2 separate regions of the Sus scrofa genome follow, and region 2 is linked to region 1. A link is a contact called in public Hi-C data. All regions are on one chromosome and are shown on one strand. The core of a region is the stretch at or near the end of the contact, and the rest is flanking DNA. Distances in the headings are between cores, read along the strand shown. Region 1 holds the start of HS3ST1 (heparan sulfate glucosamine 3-O-sulfotransferase 1). Region 2 has its middle 250 kb from the start of HS3ST1.

Evidence for each region. Hi-C and Micro-C count contacts between places; a contact is called where the count stands out from the background.
Region 2: a Hi-C map of omental adipose tissue shows a contact between it and region 1, with 2.2 times the contacts expected there. The contact joins the enhancer-like site here to the promoter of HS3ST1 in region 1. A contact is called at or near these places in 5 of 47 Hi-C or Micro-C datasets (embryonic fibroblasts, fetal liver, omental adipose tissue and 1 more).

Annotation. Positions count from the first base shown.
Region 1 is chr8:7,422,939-7,426,121 of Sscrofa11.1, forward strand. It overlaps HS3ST1 (heparan sulfate glucosamine 3-O-sulfotransferase 1), which reads right to left and starts at 1,620. Exons shown (of 2, transcript XM_021101019.1): 1 at 50-1,620.
Region 2 is chr8:7,677,592-7,680,774 of Sscrofa11.1, forward strand. No RefSeq gene overlaps it. Among named protein-coding and RNA genes, the nearest start is that of HS3ST1, 250 kb to the left of the region's middle. Within about 2 kb of position 1,735, at least 6 of the 83 cell types and tissues checked have an H3K27ac peak or open chromatin away from gene starts, as enhancers often do. A contact at or near this core is called in omental adipose tissue, where this site is marked.

The DNA.
Region 1 (3,183 bases), core at 370-2,869:
CCCGGTGTCTGGCTGCTCCCCAGACTGGCGGCCCCCGCCCCGCACTCACCTGAGCGGCGCTACGATCCAGCCGGTCAGGCACCCGAAGTCGCCTCTCGGGCTGGGCCATGGGCAGTGCCTTGGAGCACCAGCGGCCGGCGGAGCAAGCCTCGGGACAACCCCGGGCAGGCGGGTGAGGCAGCGGTGCAGGCACCCACTGAGACCCGGCAGTGGCAGTGGCGGCGGTTCTTGGCTGCCGGCGCGCCGGGGACTTTGCAGGCTGGAGACTAGGCGATCAGACCCGCTGAGGGGAGGAGCGGGAGGAGGAGCAGGAGCAGGAGGAGGGGACGGAGGAGGCCGGGCCCTGAGGGAGTGCGCGTTGGGCAGAGGAGGATCGCGAGCGCCCACTGCTGCCCGGCCCGCCCTGGTGCTGCCCGGAGTTGGGTCGGGTCGTTGCCGGGCTGGCTACTCAGAGCTCCCGCCAGCGGGGCAGGACTCTGGACTCTCGCCGACAGGTACTGAATGAGTCGGTCCCGCCCACCTGGCAGGGCAGTTCCTTGGGTTTCAGTGGGGGTGGGGAGGGGAGGTTGGGGAAAGGACCAGCGCGGCTTGGGAGGCTGGGGTGGGTTGTGGATTGGGTGATTCTGCCGTCGCAGCAAACCTGGGATGTCCGGTCTCCTGTCTCTGTCTTGTTAGGGCAGGGTAGGTCCGAACCCGGAGCCCACGTCTTCCTCCACTTTCCCGCATCTCAAGGTCCGCTGGACCTGCGCCCCTCCCACGTGCGTTAGCGCCTCTTTCCTTCCGGGCAGGTGCTACCTTAGGCATCAGTGATCCCCGCACCGCCTAAGAAGCAGGCGGAGCCATCCTCACGCATCGGCGCTGGGCCCCGACGCCAGCGGCCAGGCAGCCCTGGCCGGGATCCGCGCGAGGAGCCCGCTCTCCATCGCTCCGTGTCGCCCTTGAACACGTCCTCCCTCTTTGGTTTCCCGTCCGCGAGCGTACGCGGTTTCACCAGGAGAGCGCAGAGTAGTCAGCTCTGCCTCTGCTCTTGCGCCAGGATTGCAAAGGCCAGCTCCTAAAAGAAGCGAGTCTCCCTCTCACCTCCCCGCGCCCCGGTTCCTGCAGCTGGGAAGTTTTGTGTGAGAACTACACAGGCATTCTGCAGCTCTGTTTCAGATTTAGGATTTCGGGGAGGGGGGGGGTATGGGGTTGGAATCTCGTTGGAGAAACTGGGCTGCCTGCCTACCCTAGCCAAAGCAAGTCGCCCTCAAAGGCAGAGCAGCAAACACTTAAAAAAGGAAAAAAGTAAAAGAAAGAAAGAAAGCCAGGTGAACATCAATTTATTTTAGATGAAATTTCAATAGATCGATCGTATTTTAAATATTGAACGATAAATGTTTGGAAGGATTCGAATTTGTTCTTTAAATTAAACAAACAAACAAAAACCCTTTCATTAACTTTGCTTAGATTAAAAATACTTTCCCATCTAGATAAAGGATCCTGTAGGAAATTGACCCCTTTGTCATGTGATGCTGCCCACTGCCCTTTTAGAAAGCAAAACACAGACCAGCATTTTCTGGCTAATAAGCCAGTAGCATCTGGAAAGCCAAGACCCAGTCTTATTTTGGAAAATAAGCTTTTTTTTTTTTTTTTTTTGTAGGGCTGCACCACACACCCACCCAGGGCATATGGAAGTTACCAGGCTAGGGATTGAATTAATTGGAGCTATAGCTCCCGGGGCTACACCACAGCCACTACATCCAAACCATGAGTGTGGGACCTATACCACAGTTCTAGGCCACCCAGAATCCTTAACCCACTGAGCAAGGCCAGGGATAGACCGTGCCTCCTCATGGACACTCGTCAGGTTCCTTACTCTTGAGATGGGGGGGGTGCTCCAACTTTGAGGGTTTAATGACCCTGCTAACTTCTTTGAGTCAGAGATACTTATTTTATTTTTTTTTTTATGATTTTTTTTTTTCCTTTTTATGGCCAAACCTGTGGCATATGGAAGTTCCCAGGCTATGGGTCCAATCAGAGCTGCAGCTGCAGGCCTAAGCCACAGCCACCTCCTCTGTAACCTATGCTGCAGCTTGTGGCAACGCTGGATCCTTAACTCCCTGAGCTTTGTCAGGGATCGAACTCACATCCTCATGTGCTAGTCGGGTTCTTAACCCGCTGAAGCACAACGGGAACTCTGATGTGCCTATTTTAGATGGAAAAAAGAAAAAAAGAAGGAAGAAAAGAAAAATACAAAAAAAAGTGAAAGAAAGAAAAACTATATTTCTGTTTTAAATAGTCACTTTAATCAGACTTGTGGTTGCCCCAAGGGTCAGATTGGAGGAAGGTGGTCAGAAAGGACAAACTCCTTGGAGTTCCCCTCGTGGCGCAGTGGTTAAGGAATCCGACTAGGAACCATGAGGTTTCGGGTTCGGTCCCTGGCCTTGCTCAGTGGGTTGGGGATCCGGCGTTGCCATGAGCTGTGGTGTAGGTTGCAGACAGGGCTCGGATCTGGAGTTGGTGTGGCTCTGGTGTAGGCCGGTGGCTACAGCTCCAATTAGACCCCTAGCCTGGGAACCTCCATATGCCGCCGGAGCGGTCCAAGAAATGGGAGAAAGACAAAAAAAAAAAAAAAAAAAAAAAAAAAGAAAGGACAAACTCCTGGTTTTATGATAAATAAGTAGCAGAGACACACTGTACAACCCCATGGCGTGGTTAGCACTGCTGTATGGTATAAAGGAAAATTGTTAAGAGAGTAAGTCCTAAGAGTTCTGATCACAAAAAATATTTTTTTCCTTTATCCTTTTCTTCTTTTTATAGTCTAAATGAGAAGCTAGATATTAGCTGAACCTGTTGTGGCCATCATTTCACAGTGTATGTAAATCAACCTCTCATGCCATCTGCCTTAAACATATACAGTGATATAGGTCAATTATTTCTCACGCTGGAAAAAACAAAGTCAGTTTAAAACCTCATTTTGAAAAGGCTGAACATTCAAATTTACATTAGCTTTAAAAGAAGTGCTTTTTCCTCCTATTCTATGAAGCTTCGTAAATCATGTGTGAGGTGGCGCGGGTCAAATGGTAGTTTAAGATATCCCCTTGCCAATTACTGGTGTCCTTAAGCTCCTACCAGCAGCTAAGCTCAGCACAGATCATGAGTTCTTCAAAATAGGGAGCAGCTTTGATGTTCTAAGTTGGCATG
Region 2 (3,183 bases), core at 485-2,984, 250 kb after region 1:
CATAAGGAAGAAAAAAGTATCATATCCAATGGTCTTTTAATTTTAAATGAAAATTCATAATGGGATCTTGGGTCCTTTACTCTCTGCACCTGTCTACCTCCTTCATCTCTCTGAGGACTACAGGATACACATAAGCAAGTTTCAGACTCACATGTAATTCTCATCAATGTATGCGATACTATCTGAGCCAAGTCATTGTTTTCTGGCTCAAATTGATGATTTATCTTTTTAAGGGACATGAAATAGTCCCTTCTCTCTCTCTCTCTCTTTTTGTTTGGGGAGTGGGGGTGGCTTTTAGGTCTGCACCCACAGCATATGGAGGTCCCAGGCTAGGGTTCAAATCAGAACTGTAGCTTCTGGCCCACACCACAGCCATGGCAATGCAGGATCCGAGCCACATGTACGACCTATACCACAGCTCACAGCAACACTGGATCCTTAACCAACTGAGCAAGGCCAGGGATCGAACCTTTGCCCTCATGGATGCTAGTGAGATTCGTTTCTGCTGAGCCATGAAGGGAACTTCTTGAATTTTTTCTTTTTGCTTTTATTGTCCTTCTCTTTCTTTTCATTGAAAGTTGGAGATAAGTAAGCTACTTGTTTTATTTTCTCTGGCTATGCCTTTCTTCTTTGAAATTTTAAAATCCAAATTTAGTATCCCAATTGCAGGCATCCTGCAGCAAGATAGACATCCTGAAATACAGATTCCCTCCTGCATCGTATCATCGTCTTTCATTTTGTTTCTGCATTCATTATTTTACTAATTACAGAACATGAACCAAGTGCCAACTTTGTGCTAGAACAAATTAAATTCATAAAGTAACTCTTGTCCTTCATAAGATCATAAGTGATAAGGAGGGCACCATAAACAGTAATAAGTAATGATAGTATAATGTGAGTTCAATGATTGAAGAAAACATGGGAGTTTGGGGAATAAAAGGAAGAAAGCGTAGGAGGTTCTAGGGTAAAAACCACAGATAGACTAGCAAAGTTTCCAACAGATGTTCGAATTAAACCAAAAATTAAATAATACTAACACTGCTACTACTACTGACACTTAGAAAAAATTAGAGGCAGAAGTGGGGTAAAGAACTTTCCGATCATAGACAGTCAAAGCTCATTCTTTAGGCGATCTAAGGGAGCAAATCTCCTCTTGCTCCTTCTTCGCAAAACACTGACCTTTCAAACTCTAGACCCAAAATCTTGGCCGGCACTCTCTCTAGTGGCAGACCCATGAACTACCCCTCAGCAGATTCCTAAGTTGCAAGGACAGGAGGAAAATGAAGATACCCAGAATGAAAACAAGTATTTAATAACTCTTTGTTGTATCTGGGTAAGGGTAAATACATCAATACTGTAGAAATAGTTCTCCAAGAAAGCAAGTTCAAGAAATTAAAAAAAAAAAAAATGTACCCATGCAATCTCATCTAGGGAGAAGTGGCACCAGCCAGAAAATACACGATATTCAGAGACCTGGAAATCTACAAAACAGTAAAGGACCTGGAACAGAGGGTGTCTGGTTTTGCTTCACAGCAAATTTCCTGGCTGCGGAGGCTGAGGAGTCATTTCAGCAGTCTGTATCTTAGTTTCCTTAATTGATATATTTGGGTCGACCATATGTCCCAGTTTGCCTGGCACAGTTTTGGTTTATGTCTGTTGTGCCCGGTAACAGTTAATAACATCTTATTTTACTCCCTTAATGTGCCTCATTTGGGTTATAAATTATACGGTCACCCTGGTTACATGATCGAAGGGTAACATCCTTTTGCTTTTATGAAGAGCTTTAAATGAGCTTGGGTTAACAGACGTTCAGCCACGACTTAGGTATTTGGTTCTTGCTGAGTGTGTTTTTACACTAAAGCGTGCCCTATGGGGCCAAACCCCTCAATGATTCTGATTAGTGTTTCTCTCTGTCTACAAGGTGGCATATTAAGGATGAATGGAGAAAGTGTGACCTGTGAATCTTCTCATAAAATTCGTAAAGTTAACTTTACCCAGAAAATAAAAGCCCTCCTGAACCACTGGTTCCTTTACAAACTCTGGACTTTTGGAATTCTTTAAAAAATGTTTTTCTACATCTTTCACAAATAATGCTGAAACACTGCATGTTCACTCAAATCTAAAAACCTATGGAAAAGGAAAGAAAACCAGGAAAATGAATGCCCTGTATTTTGGGTTTGGGTTAAGCTGGGCTTCCCCACAGCTGCACATTTAGGCATCTAAAAACATAAATATAAAACAACCTTAATGTCCTAATAATCAGTGACTTGTGGAGTAAATTACAGAGCATCCATACAATGGGACACACTGCAGTCACTAAAAATGATGGTATAGAGCTATATTTATCGACATGGAAAATGGCTCACAGGATATTATCAAGTGAAAACTGCAGGTGATGAGAAGCAGGTGCACTATTATTGTAAAATTACATAAAATTATATAATACATAGTTTATATGTTTATGCATATAGATACAGAAATCTCTGAAATGCTCATCAAATGTTAATAGTGGTTATCTCTGGGTGGGATGATTTCAGAGGACTTTTACTTTCTTTTCCTTAAGTGACAAAAATATTTGCTTTTAATGAAAACATAAACTCTGTGATTTACATGAAGTTACAAAAGAAATATGCCTTAAACTATAGTATCAAAGGTTGCAATAACTCATGCACAGATGATGAGATTAGACATCGGACATAAAATAATTAGAACCTACACACACTAGAACTCTTTAGTCCATGAGGGGCTCAATAGCCTTTCTGTAATTCCAGTTCTTATAGCCACCTTATCCCCCACCTCAAAAAAGATAAAAATACGAGATTCTTAATACTAACTCTACAGTTCTTGAGGATGTTAGCTTTATTATTTTTTTAATTTTTAATTTTTTTTTTGGTCTTTTTAGGTCTGCATCCTTGCATGTGGAAGTTCCCAGCCTAGGGGTTGAATCAGAGCTGTAGCTGCTGGCCTATGCCACAGCCACAGCAAAGCAAGATCCAAGCTGTATTTGCAACCTACTCCACAATGTTGGATGATGCTTAGCCCACTGAGCGGGGCCAGGGATTGAACCTGCGTCCTCATGGATACTAGTGTGGTTTATTACCACTGAGCCATAACAGGAACTCCAACTTTAAATATGGCCCCCAGTGGTCCCTAACTCCTGGCAGTAACATCCTTGTATAAACC